Regions from separate parts of the Mus musculus genome. Here region 2 is linked to region 1. The links are chromatin contacts, called in public HiChIP or PLAC-seq maps. All regions are on one chromosome and are shown on one strand. The core of a region is the stretch at or near the end of the contact, and the rest is flanking DNA. Distances in the headings are between cores, read along the strand shown. Region 1 overlaps 4930534H03Rik (RIKEN cDNA 4930534H03 gene). Region 2 overlaps Cfap54 (cilia and flagella associated protein 54).

What was found. HiChIP or PLAC-seq counts read pairs in DNA pulled down with a chosen protein or histone mark.
Region 2: an H3K27ac HiChIP or PLAC-seq map of acute myeloid leukemia shows a contact between it and region 1, with 8 times the contacts expected there. The contact joins two enhancer-like sites. A contact is called at or near these places in 2 of 39 promoter capture datasets (hippocampal neurons and pre-B cells), 2 of 115 datasets of contacts at active chromatin or transcription factors (acute myeloid leukemia and embryonic stem cells) and 1 of 9 other capture datasets (adipose tissue).

The regions. Positions count from the first base shown.
Region 1 is chr10:91,205,975-91,212,916 of GRCm38.p6, forward strand. It overlaps 4930534H03Rik (RIKEN cDNA 4930534H03 gene), which reads right to left. Exons shown (of 4, transcript NR_151510.1): 4 at 2,520-2,884. Among named protein-coding and RNA genes, the nearest start is that of 4930534H03Rik, 11 kb to the right of the region's middle. Within about 2 kb of position 3,122, at least 35 of the 459 cell types and tissues checked have an H3K27ac peak or open chromatin away from gene starts, as enhancers often do. A contact at or near this core is called in acute myeloid leukemia, where this site is marked.
Region 2 is chr10:93,066,914-93,074,262 of GRCm38.p6, forward strand. Cfap54 (cilia and flagella associated protein 54) reads right to left here. Exons shown (of 68, transcript NM_001347060.2): 2 at 2,916-3,021. Among named protein-coding and RNA genes, the nearest start is that of Gm40739, 4.2 kb to the right of the region's middle. Within about 2 kb of position 2,583, at least 190 of the 459 cell types and tissues checked have an H3K27ac peak or open chromatin away from gene starts, as enhancers often do. A contact at or near this core is called in acute myeloid leukemia, where this site is marked.

The DNA of each region.
Region 1 (6,942 bases), core at 1,872-4,371:
AATTGGACATGATCATCACGGTCTTCACGAATGCAGTCTCCAAAGGAGGGACAGGATAGGCAAACCTAAAGCCCATATCGGTATGGACAGGGAGGTAGAGGGACAGCTAGCAATTACAGCCAGTGTTCTGAGTAGTGAGCTACCAGAAGCACAGAGTTATGGGAACACGTATGACATATCTGGGGGCAAGGTACTGAAACCTAGCTTATGCGAAAGTGGAAACTTGGGAAAAGGTGAAGGCTGATGGAATAGGGGTCATTGGGGCTAACAACTGCAGTGTTTTCTTTCCCTCCGTCTCCAGCTCCACTTCTGTGCGCGCGCGCGCGCGCGCGCGCGCACGCACACACACACACACACACACACACACACACACACACACACACACACACACATACACACACACACACATGACATCTACTGGTCTCACCACCAGAAACAAAACTCGTTTCCTGCTTTAGTTACAGAAATCTCAGAGAATGGTTCTTACTGTTTGTGGTTGATTTCTAGGTTGGAATCCATTGCTCAGCCAACTTTATGTATAGAGATAGAGCAACATACAAATAAATTCCCCACTAAAGCGGCTTGCTGATTGACAACAGTGACTGAGAGCAGATGGAGTCAGAGGGCCCTATGAGGCTCTACCTTTCCTTAACAACTTAGAGGCAATTAATGGTTAGTACAGCACAATTCCTCCCTGAGGCTATGTTGACAGTTGATGATTTCTGAGAAGAGATATTTTCTTCAGTGGCATAAGAGACTCCTGCAAATAATCCCTCCCTCATACTCTTATGGGTAACCCCAGTGACACTCACTGTGTCATTAAAAAAACAAACAAACATGAAAAATAGAAGAAATAAAAGTGAAACCAAACGGGAAGAGGTAAGAAAAAGAAAGTGGGAATAAAAGGAAAACAAAAAGGGATCATGGGGTGAATATGCCCAAAATGTGTTAAAATGAATCATACATGTATTATACATGTGTCCAATGTATCAAAATGTTATAATGAAACCCATTATTTATAACTACCATGTTGTCTTAGGGCTTTACTGCTGTGAACAGACACCATGACCAAGGCAAGTCTTATAAAGGACAATGTTTCATCGGGGCTGGCTTACAGGTTCAGAGGTTCAGTCCATTATCATCAAGGTGAAACATGGCAACATCCAGGCAGGCATGGTACAGGCAGAACTGAGAGATCTACATCTACATCTGAAGGCTGCTAGCAGAATACTGGCTTCCAGGCAGCTAGGATGAAGATCTTAAAGTATCCACCCACAGTTTTACACTACCTCCAACAAGGCCACTCCAACAGGGCCATACCTTCTAATAGTGCCACTCCCTGGGCTGAGCATATACAAACCATCACACATGTGCTAAGAAAAACAAACAAACAGGGGCTGGAGAGATGGCTAAGAGATTAAGAGCACTGGCTGCTCTTCCAGAGGTCCTGAGTTCAATTCCAAGGAACCACATGATGGCTCACAACCATCTTTAATGACATCTGGTGCCCTCTTCTGGTCTTTAGGCATACATGCAGGAGACTGCTGTATACATAATGAATAAATCTTTCAAACAAATGAAAGAAAGTGACTAATAGCAAGTGCTTTAGGTCAGTAGTCTTAGACTTGGTATCTCTCTACACAACAAATTGGCCCCAAACTTAGTGGCTTGAACAATAATAAAATGTTATGCTGTCACATCATCTCTGTGGTTTGATTTGGTTGGGTCATTCTGACTCGGGATATCTCATGAAATCATAGTCTAAGAGGTATACGTTGGGGTTGTGCTCATCTGAAGGTGCCATTAGGGCTGGATGGTCTGATTCCAGGATGGCGAATGTGCTTCCTCAGTTCCTCTCTGTGTGAGGCTTGCCACGGGCATCCTGTGTCCTCATGACAGGGCAGCTGCCTTTGTAAAGGACGACCAGTCAAGAGGGTGCAAGGTGGAACCTCCAGTGTCTTTAAAGGTCTAGTCTCAACATTCATACTCTATCAATGAGGATGCAAGGCTGGGTATCTCAGGAGGGAAGGGTTGCTTGGGCCATCTGAGAGGCTGGCTACCATACTCTACCCCCTAACACACTATATAGGATGACACAGTAAATTGTTATGTGAGTAATAGGCTTTACAGCCAGGCCAGCTTGAGAAAAGTTTTGTTAAACCAAATTAAAAAGAGGCCCTTTCTTTCTTTTTACTTTCTCTCTTTCTCTTTCTTCCCCCCTCTCTTCCTCCCTCCCTCCCTGTCTTTCTTTCTTTCCTTCCTTCCTGTCTCCTTCCACCCCCTCTTTTTGAGACAGAGTCTTTCTTTCTACATAGCTCTGGCTGTCCTGGAATTCCTTATTGATTGAGTAAGCATCAATCTCACAGAGATCTACCTGTCTCTGCCTTGCAACTGCCGGGATTAAAGGCATGCAAAACCATGGCCAACACCAGGCCCCCTTTCTTGACTCTTTTCTTAGAGACTTTAATATCTGAGTCCGACTTTGAATTTCTGGAAGGCAGAGAGAGTAAGCCGTAGCAGTAGCAGATCCCCTTCTTATTCTACAACTTTCCCACGAGGGGCCCCTTCTCCCCTCCCAGACCCCTCTGAAAGCACAGCAGGGCTGCCTGTCTCCTGCTAAACATTCAGTCTCAGGCCAAGCAATCTGTTTCCATTTGGAGCTGGTCCTGTTGATTTTGGGCACTGTACATCTTGAGAATGTAGAAGTGATTAGAAAGTGTAGCAACACGCTTTCCCACGAGGTGCCTATCTGACTCGGAGGGAGTTCTGCAAGAGAAGTTTTACGAAGCTGTCTGCTGGCAATGGTCCCGAGTGATGGTCCCTACAGAGGCACATGCTGTTCGGAGTCAGACGTAAAAGTCCAGACTGCTGCTGGAGAGTATGTCTGTAGGAGAAACATGAGAGATAGGCTAGTTACATCTTGCACTTTGACCTTTTGCCAACACCTATTGAGTTTTCTGCTTTGGGGATTTTGCCACTCTCATCTTATTATTATTATTTTTTTATGGTAACAATCCAGTTCCTTTGGCGTGTTTGTTGCATTTCTGTGATCTGCTTACGCCATCTTGAATCATTTATCTCAGTATAAACCGCTGAGGTGGTACGTGTGTGAGAGAGCCTACACCATATGTATTTATAGCCACGTGCTCCCTGATGAGCTGTTTCCAAGGGCAGCATCTGTTCTTGTGAATATTTCATAATATTTGGTATCCAGCCTTTATAATAATCAGTCTCTGTCATCTGATGATGTCCCATTTACGATAGTTTCTTCTTTAATACTTTTGGTCAATTATACTTTTTTAATACAGGGAGTATATTAATCAGCATCTAAATTAAAATAAGAGATATCAAACAAAGCAACAAAAACAGAATTTCGAAGGTTTTACGTTTCCATTACACGATGTGTGTTTTTCAAAAAGAGCTGGGGGCTGGGAGGGCAGATTTTTGTTAGGCCTCTTGCAAGACCCTGGGGTTTCTCACAACTTCTTGCTTTCTTGCACAAGATGGAGTTTCACAATGTCCAGTTCCACCTAACAGCTTTTTTTTTTTTTTGAATCGCAAATCTACATTACCATGCATGATTTTCGTTTTTGAGAGAAAATTCAATAAATCCCTAAACACAACCACTTAGATCTGTATGGGTTCAGCCACTGATTTCAGAAAATAGTGAGTTATTTACTTACTGTTCATCTGCCGCCTTTAAAGAGTACTTGAAACCTTGCAGGATGGTAACGTTTCCTGAGTTCTCAACACTAGAGAACCAAGCCTATTTAGGAGACCTAGATTCTTATTTCCTCTAACACCTACTGGTTTTAATGTAGCAGAGGAAGTACAACCATATTGGCTGTAAAATCTGATGCTCTTAAAGCTGGAAGAGCGGTCCACATGCCTCCGAATGTCACTCTCACCAAGGCCTTTCTCCACAGAAAAGTGCTTTGCAAACCACTGACTATCAGACATGAGATGACTTCAAGCAGTGTATGATGGAACTTCAAAGAAAATTTCCCCCAACTCTGAGATCAAACACAAGGCCTGTTCACAATAAACAGGCACATTATCATTGAACCCTAGTCTAAATTATAAAAAGTGTAATCACAAGTTACTCATTGAACTGGATTGGGTAGTCTATTGGTTTGCTGTGATAAAATACTGTCCAAGTTTTGGGGAAGAAGGAGTTTTGTTTTACACATCCTGATCACAGGATATTAATGAGGGAAGCCAAGACAGGAACGAAGGCAGAACAGAAACTTGGAGATAGGAAATGAAGCAGCCAAGGAGAAATGCTGCTTCCTGGGTCATTCCCCATAGTTTGCTCAGCTTGCTTTCTATTTCTTTTTCTTAAGATTTATTTATTTAATGTATATAAGTGCTCTATCTGCATGTACACCTGCATGTCAGAAGAGGGCATCAGATCCTGTTATAGATGGTTGTGAGCCACCATGTGGTTGCTGGGAATTGAACTCAGGACCCCTGGAAGAGCATCCAGCTCCCCTAACTGCTTAGCCATCTCTCCACTTCCCAGCCTGCTTTCTTATACAAAGTAGGAGCGTCTGCCTAAAGGGAAATACAAAGGGTGTGTGGTTTTGTCCTTAAAAAGCTCCTATAGTATGTGACTCGTTGCTACCACTTGGTGAGATTCCGGAGAATGGACCTGACCACAATCCATCCTGGTTAGTGTTTAATTAAAACTTGCTTCAGATTTGGCTCAAAATTGTGGAAGTGGCTTTGCTCTCTCAAATCTCAGGATCAACAGGGGATGGCAAACACACATGAGCACAGAGCTGAGTGCTCGTACATTTCTTCCTTTTTTTATTTTTATTTTTTATTTTTTTACACTTATTTATTCACTTAGTTATGTATGCCCAGCAGTGAAGGCATGCCACAGTGTGCCACAGTGTGTGTGTGTAGGTCAGGGGATGACCTGTGGATGTTGCTTCTCTTTTTCCTGCATGTGGCTCCTGGGGACCGAACTCAGGTGGTCAGGCTTGGTGGCGTGTGCCTTTACTCATTGAATCATTTCGTTGTCTGCCACAGAGTTCATGAACTTCAAGTGTCAAGTGATGGGCAGTCGTTTAGCCTGGATCTAACTAAGATCTATCTGGTGGTCCTTAACAGTGGCTCTGTTTGGGAGGTCGTGTGAGAATGATCGGGTGTCAGATGCTTCATCCATCCTTGTAGCCCATTCACTAAGACTAAGATAATAGTTATGACACCTATTATATATGCCTTATGTCGGGAGAACGTTGTGCCCTTCCCCTAGCCTTGAGCAGGCTAAATAGACCTTAAGTGTTTGCCACAGTTGGCCTTCGCCTGACTTAGGTGGAGTCTTCTGCCTTGCTGCACCTGCAGTTTCCTACAGGAACAGGCTGCCTATAGAGCTTGCATTGCAACATAATCCAGCTGAAACAAAGCAACATAATCCATTTGAAACAAAGGATGGGTCTGTGGGCTCTCCCTATATAAATACAGTGCTAAATAGTAAACTTTGAGCCTTGATCAGAAACCTTTGTCTTGACTTCATCCCTCTCTCGCCTGCCCGTCCCTTTTCATTTCCAGCCTCCCTTTCAGGTACCCAGTTCATCCATGGCTGCCGGACAGCTACAAAACCTATTTTCTTTACTGGGCATAATTTTAAAAAGGATGGGTGAAGAAAGAATTGATCTGGGTTTGCTAATGCTGATTGCTAACAAGATTGCTAAACTAACTAGGTATTAGTCTCTTTTTACTTAGACATACATAGCAGATACATTTCAGAGAAATATATAAAACTATGTTTGATTTTAGCTTTGCCTCGGAACTGTTTGTTCCAAAGGAATTCCATAAATAGTTTCTGTAGAACAAATAAAAGTTACAGTTAAGAGGATAAAATGTATCACACACACACACACACACAAAATACCCTGACGTATTTGTTACATAAATCTTATTCTATTATGCTCAAGGCTTATTCTGTTGATATTTACTTAGATAATACATTTCAGTTCCTAAATGGGCTGAATACTGTCCTGATAAATTCCTAAGTTGGAAGTTCCGACTCCTGGTGTTTTAGGATGTGACTATTCTGGGAGATGGGGTATCAATCCAGTTTGTCTGATGTCCTCAGGAAAGGACATTAGGATGCAGATGTGTTCTGAGTAACATTCCAGAAGACAGCTTTCATCTTGAACAGTCTTCCTGCCTCAACCTCCTGAGAGCTGGGGTTATAAACATCCACCACCATGTTGGATATGTTATTCCAATGATTGTGACTTTATAATGTGTTTTATATGGAGTCTCTTCTTTTTCTAAAAAAAACATTTTGACTCTTGGATATTTTTCACAGATTAACTTTAAAATTAGCTTTCATTTCTATCAAATACGCTATTGGAATTTTGACACAAATGGTGTCACATTTATTGACCATTTGGAGTTGAAATGTTGGGTGTTACTCCTTGGTGAAACATTTATCAAGTAACAAGTGCTTCACAGTGTCCTATACTTGTGCCCTGGGGCTTGTGGACGAATTGGGTTAAGATGGAATATCTGTCAGGTGGGGCTCTTGTTCAGAATGCTAAACAGAATTTCCTTACTGACCTGCTACACGTTTGTGGTGTGGAATGAGGAGTGATTGTTATTGTTGTCAAAATCATTTATGGCAAACTAAGTTATTTATTCTGACTCGTATGTTCTCTCAAAGATACTGATATTCAGTTAATTTGACCTAAACTATTTCAGATCTAAAAGTTCTACTTTTAAGGAAATCTTAAAACATCAGTAGGTTGCATGCAAACACAATTATCAAGGAAACTAATTAAAATGTAGTCAAATCCTTTTCCTTACAAGTAGTGAAACCAAGATGATCTTCCCAGAACCCTGAACTTCACCCCTGACTGGACAGTGGTATTTGAAGGAAGGACCAAGACAGTGGAAACACACAAGTGTGAAGAGAAAATGGTGGTTTCA
Region 2 (7,349 bases), core at 1,333-3,832, 1.9 Mb after region 1:
AGTATCCTTAATGGTATTAGTGTGGGTTGCTACTACTTCCAGAGACAAATGCAGCCAGTGATTCAAGGTAACTTCTGAAAAATAAATGTTACCCTTTTGTACCCAGGGTCCATTTCTTTACACTGAAAGCTCTACACTACCTTGTGACTAGCATCGTTTCCCAAGCGTATGTAAAGTGGCAGACACTCTCTATGCAATGCATTTCTGGTCTTGTGTTGAATTCTCAGAAGAAGGCCTCTGGGACTATGGGACTCTCGTGACCATCGTGAAGAGAAGATGCACATTTGTTCTGTAGGTGGTAAAGCCCTCAACATCTCATAGACTCGGAATCTAAGTGTCCAAGTCCAGCCTCCCCTGCTCATGGCGGCCCACATGCTCAATTCATGAGTGGGGACCGTAAACCCTGCGACAGAGTCGGGGGTTTGGTGTCCATCACCCACAGGAGATGGTTGACCTGGAAAGTGTCAGCAGGAAACAGGAGTAGCATTTGGAAAGCTGAGTCCTTTGCAACTCCTCCACAGCTTCATCCTCTGCAGCCCTGTCTCAGGGGAAAGCCACTGGCCTGGCTCTGAGCCGCCCACCTGCCTAGCCTCCTGAGGGGTCTCTACCGTCAGACATGGCTCCATTCTTATCATCAAGCATTGCTTGTTCTTATTTCTATGGACTTGTCTTCACACTGGTTGGTTTTGAATCTGACTGGATTTGTATAATATACCCAAAATAGGCTCAAAACCACAGAATCCCACGAGATTACCTGTGCTATAACTGAAATATAAATATAGTCTAGAAGTTGATGACAATACCAACTCAAGTTCTTTTTCATGGTTATAAACACCTTCAGTGACCCATTTTCCATCACTGAAAAGTAGATAACTCATCCCCTTATCTTTCATCCAAATGTAAACACTCTGCCTCGGCCGGCCTACCTATCAGACACATGGGCTCCTTAGCAGTAGCCCATTGTCAGCTGGCTCCCTCGGGGGTCTAACGCGCTTCCTCCACACTCACGCACTGCTCCTAAGACTATCCATCTCTACCACGTGATGTTGACCTCTCCATCCCAGAGCTAACAAGATAAAAAAAAAAAAAAGGCTATATTATCAGCTATCAGCTATCACTCCACTCCACAGAAATAGAGCTTGGAAGTCACTTATTTCCCCCCAAACCCTGCGTTTTCAATTGTGTGAGAACCATGGCACATGCATGTGGAGCTAAGACTTCCTTTAATTTAGGAAGAGGAAGTGGGATCCAACTAGCTCTGTGGGTGAAAAGGTCCCAGAAAGAAAGGCACCTTAGACAGAAACTTCTGGATGGCTGATGGCGATTAGAATTGCCAGGACCGAGGAGAGGTTGATATTGCAGGTCCAGAGTCTAATTACAATTTATCTTGGGCTACCGTTTAGCCCCTTTAAAGCATCTCTTGCCTGCCTCTGTGTTTGATCCTCGTGACTTGACTGCCAGGTAAAATCACTTGGAATATGTTAACTTTGGAGACCTCCCAGAACTGCCACCAACCAAAAGGTTAAATATGTCATCAGAGAGTTATCTGAGGCTTGCACAGATTTCCCACTTTGCTGTGACCTGCCGGCCTCATGTTTCTACCAATTTATTTGAAAGGTGTCCTCGTGTAAGACTAAAAAGTCATAAATGACTATACAGGCTTCGTGAAACTGTTAACCATATTGGACAAGTGATTTGGGGAAACCTGAATCTGTACCCCTAGGCCATGGCCACTCACATTTGGCTTCAGAAAAAAAATGATCTCTTTATCTTACCTGGGGTAAGTGTTGTATTTTTGCATTGATGGTCTTTTAAAATGGAAGCATTTCTGTGCCTTCTCTATTTCAGTGGTTCTCGGCCTTCCTAATGCCACTGCAACCCTCTATAACACAGTTCCTCATGCTGTAGTTACTCCCAACCATAAAATTATTTCATTGCTACCTCATAACTTTAAGTTAGCTACTGTTTTGAATTGTGACAATTATCTCTGATATGCAAGATGCAAGACAGCTGATATGTGACAAGCCCAGGGGTCGGGACCCATAGGTTGAGAAACCATGCTCTATTGGGTAATTTTTGCCTCCCAATACATAGATTAAAGTCTAAGAAATAGACACAGAGGAAGAAAATCAAGCTGGGAAACTGAAAAAATTTGAGAAGGCACTCACTCACACCGCCCATGCCTGGCCTAAAATTCCCGTGCATAAATTAACTCCTTGTCCAACACTGTATAGAACTTGCTATATTTGGGCTTAGGCCAGTGATATGGGGTTAAACTCACAAGTTCACAAACTGAAAGCCCAGCCTTGGCAGGGTCTTATCAAGCCAAGCCCAGGTCCATGACCTTCAAAGACGTAGACCCTGACACAGAACTCACACCATGGTACATGCTCAGTTTCTGGTATAATACTGAGCGGGGGGAAACGGCATATATGCCACAGTTGCTAGACTCACAGTAAAGCAAAAATATTCAGAAAACTAGAAGTCATTAAAACAGGACACTGAACAGCCAGGCCGTTGGCCTGAGGGGCTGACAGGGCAAGGCCACAGGCCTAGGGAAAAACAACAGGAAATAGTGTCTGGGCTCCTTTGTGTAAGTTAGGAACATGGTGACTCAGCACTTCCTGCTGTAGGTCCACCACACCCTCTGCTGAGCTGAGCTGCCCTCCCATCCCAGGCTCCCTTTGGTCCCTGAAGGAACCACCTGGAGACTTTCAAATACAAAATAAAAGGGCAGGCTTTGTAGTTGTTATGGCTGTTACTATACCTCAGTACAGTTTTACTTATTTGCATATTGTTTCCAATATTAAAAAAAAAATTAAACCCTTTAGACTAGGAAGGCTATCAACCCAAATACTAAGTAGCCAAAGGAGTTTGTTTCTAGCTGGCTCTCTGTCTGTTTTGTAACCACTTACTTTTATTTGACAGAGGCTGTCTCCAACCTTCAGGAGCTTCTCGTTGTAATAGTTGGACGGCAGCCTGGGAGCATATTTGGTCCAGATATTAAACAGCGTGGTGGCACTGTAAGAGTCATGAAGTGAAAAGACATCTTCAGAATGAGCAGGCAGTGTCAATTAATTCGTGGGCAACCCCTTTCTCACCTGCCTTGTGCTGAGTCTTTCTCATATTCCTTATTGTTAACGTCTAAGGATCAACAAACATTAGTATATCTAGTGTGTGCCCACCGTTGACTGGAGCCCCTTTTTATATGTGTTTAAAAAAAACCTCCTTTTGAGAACAGCTTTTAACTTCACAGTGAAGAAAATCCAGAGATGTTCCTCCATCTCCATCCCCAGGCATAAGCAAGCTGTGTGTCCTCTATGGGTATCCACCCTTCTGGGGTTCTTCGTCTCAAGAGAGATCTTCGAGGTGGACTCGGAAGGAAGTCCAAGGACCATTTTACTAAAGGAAGGAACGTAGTGCAGGCTAGATAAAGAGCCCGGAAGCAGCCAGGAGATGGAGCAAAAGTCATGCCTTTTAAGTTAGGCATGGGATAGAAAGAGACAGATGATTACTAAAGGAGAAAACACTCCCGAGAAAGAAGTGAGCCAGTAAGCCAAGGAGAGAGCCATATGGTATATGTTCTGTTATAGCTCTCTCCTCTCTCTGCTTTGCATTTCATTTGTTCCACGCATGCTCAGTTCCTCAGGTTGTGTCAGGATCTCCAGTGTTCCTCGGCAGACTGACTTCTTTCTTATGTTACCCTTTTTTTTTTTTTTTAATGTATGAGTGTTTTTGCCTTGCATGCATGTATTTGCAGTACCCTGGAAGACCAGAAGAGGGCATCAGATGACCTGTAGCCATCTACAGGTGGTTGTGAGGCACCAGTGGGGGCAGGGAACTGAACCCAAGAGCAGGAAGTTCTCTTCACCACTGAGCCATTTCTCCAGCCCCCTCCCTGGTTTATCTTGATGTAGCTTTTGTTTCGGTTCCTACTTTTTTTTTTTTTTTACTGTATCTTGTAACAACTGATGAGGCAACCCTAGCACATCACGTATTGACAAAGTCCAGGGTTTCTGGCAGGGTTCACTCTTGGTGATGTACTTTTGATGAGCTTCAGACACATGTATAATGATACATATCAGCACTGCTTCAAGATACAATGTTTCACTGTCCTGAAATTCCTCTGGGCTCCACCTACACATTTCTCCCTTGTTCCCTAATCACTGATCTTTTTACTGTCGCCATAACTTTCCTCTTACAGAATGCCACATAGTATGTAATCTTTTCAGACTGCCTTCTTTCTTTTGGGAGTATGTATCACATTCCTCTATGTCTCCCCTGGTTCGCCAGTTTGTTTCTTCTATTGATTAATATTACATGATTGGATAAGACTGTCACTTATTTTTCACTAACCTTATAAAGAATGTGGTTGCTGCTTACAAATTTTAACAATTATAGGTAAAACTGCTAAGCGTATCTGGGGTTTGAGAGGCAGCTCAGTTAAGAAAGCGCTTACTGCATAACATGAGGGCCTGAGTTGGAGTCCCAGAACCCACGTAAACAGCCTCGTCCCGTGGCACTTGCTTGTGGTCTCAGGGAAGCAGAGCCAGGAGGATCTCTATGATTCACTGGCCAGTACCTATCCTAATTTGTACGCCCCAGATTTCAGCAAGAGACACTGTCTAGAAAACAAAAGATAGCTCTTGATGAAGGGCAGTCAAGGTTGAACACTGGCCTCTCTCTCTCTCTCTCTCTACACACACACACACACACACACACACACACACACACACACTAGTGGAGGGAAGTAAAGGGGAGAAAGGAAGAGGGAGAGGGAGAGAGGGGGGAGGAGGAGGGGGAAGGGGAGAGGGAGAGGGAGAGAGAGAGAGGGAGAGAGAGAGGAGGAGGAGAGAGAGAGAGAGAGAGAGAGAGAGAGAGACTGGTATCCACATGCAGGATTTTATATGGATATAATCTTCCTTTGGGTAAGTGCCAAGAGCCACAATTACTAGATGGCATTAATAGCTTTGTGAGACATCATCACCTGTCTTCCACAAAGCCACATCTGCCGTTCTGCAACCCTTCCAGCATGAAGCTTCTGGTCTCATCAGCATTCAGAGCTGTCAGAGTCCTGGATTTCAGCCTTGCAGTCCTGTGTAGGCGGTCTCACAGTTGTTTGAATCTGAAGTTCCCCCGATGTTGTTGTATGTGGAGCATCTTCTTATGTTTATTTTCCATCTGTGTATACCTCTTTGGTGAGATGTCTGTTGGCTCTTAGGCCAATTTTTAAAAACAGGTTGGTTTGAGGTTTTTGGGGTTTGTTTGTTTTTTAAGTCCATTGCATGTTGTGGACAACAGTTTTGGGTTTTGGTGTTTTTTTTTTTTTCTATCATATATGGAATTTGAGAGTGTTTAGTTTACAGCATAGCCGGTCAGTGATAGTCCACCCCTTTAATCCCAGCACTCAGGAGACAAGAGGCAGGCAGATCTCTGAGTTTGAGGCCAACCTGATCTACAGAATGAGTTCCAGGGCAGCCAGTACGACACCGAGAAACCCTGTCTCAAAACAACAACAACAAAGCTTACAGACTATTCTGCCTATGTTTTTTTCATATTCTTTACAAAGAGCAGAAATCTTTAATTTTAATCAAATTAAGTTGTTCATGCCATTGGAATTATGTCTAAAAAGTAATTGCCAAATCCAAGGTCACCCCGGTTTTCTCTTAGGAATTTTGCTGTTTGGAGCCTTACATTTAAGACAGGTGATCCTCTGAGTTGATTTCCAGGATGGAGGAAGTCTGTACCTAATTTCATTTTCTTGCATGTAGTTGTTGAGCATTTCCAGCATCAATCGGTCTCAGCTCTATTCCTTTGTCAAACTACAGACTGTACGTCTGGGCTGTGTATTCTTCCCCATTGATTTACCCAAGATCCTTTCATCAATATCACGCTAGCTGTTTATAAATCCTGAGAGGGTGCTGTATTTGATCTGCCAGCTTTGTTTCTTTGGGTTTTGTATGTTTGTAACTCATTACAAACAAGGTAGGAAATAAATAGAGACAGGGTCATGGCCCTCCCTTCTCCCAGAGGTCATTGGCCACTGGCCCATGAGGACAAAAGGGAGCAGAGTCAACAAACAGGGTTTCAGATGACCTTTGTGTATGAACAGAAATGACAACGCTTGGTGATCAGCTTTGGGGACAAAGATCAACTTTATTTGGGGTGAATCAAGATTTATATAGTTTGGGGGAAGGTGGTTGGAATATCCAGTGTGGCTGAAGGCTAAATAAGGTACTGAGAGACCTCCTTAGCATGGAGATGCATTCCAGGAATCTCAGGTGCTTGCTGAATGGGTTTGATATCAGGAGAAAGGACGCTGGATCTGTAACTTCGCCAAGGCTACATGACATTCCGCAGGTAGAGGACATGGAGGTTTGGAGCTCCCCAGACAAGGTCAGAGAAGAAACCATGCCAGTAAACGGAGTCCACCATTTTGCACCGAGCTGTGGGCTTTCCAGCAGCATCAGACTTTGACCTGCTAACTAGCAGGGCTTCCCAACACGGAGTCTCACTATGAAGCCCTAGCCACCCTCAGACCTAATATCTTCTTGGCACACACACTCCAATGTGGCAAAATTACAGGCATGTGCCACCACTTCAACTATAGTATTCACTTCTTGTCTTAAGAGGTATGAGTACCTAATACAGGTAGAGTGTCTTAGTTTCTTTTCCTGTTGCTGTGATAAAATACTCTGACATTTAAGACAACTTAAGAGGGAAATGGTTTCTTCTGTCTCACAAGTGAAGGTACAGTCTATCATGGCGGGGGCGTCAAGGTGGCAAGATCAAGAAACGGCTGGTTGTGACACATCCACAATCAAGACCTCATGTTTACCTGGCCTTCTCAAGTCTGTGCAGTCCAGGATGCTAACTCGGGAAGATGCAGACCCTGTGATGCAGAGACTGCATCTTCCCACCTAAGATGGTGTCCCACCGACATGCCAAGAAGGTAAGCTAACTTAGAGAAGCCCTCACAGGTCTTACGAGGGCTTATCTCCTAGGTTTTAAGGAGGCAATCTGAGATTCTGTCAAGTTGGCAGCTAACACTAACTTCACAGTAGTCAGGGAAGGTATAAAGCAGCGGTTCTCAGCCTTCCTAACACTGCGACCCTTTAATACGGTTCCTCGTTGTTGTGGTGACGCCCAACCATAGCATCATTTTCATTGCTACTTAATAACTGTAATTTTGCTACTGTTATAAATGTAGCACATGAGTTGTAATGTAAATATCTGTTTTCTGATGGTCTTAGGGGACCCCTGAGAAAGGGTCCTTCAATCCCCAATAGGGTCATAACCCACAGGTTGAGAACCACATGTATAAAGGAAGCAAAGAGGGAGGGAGGGAA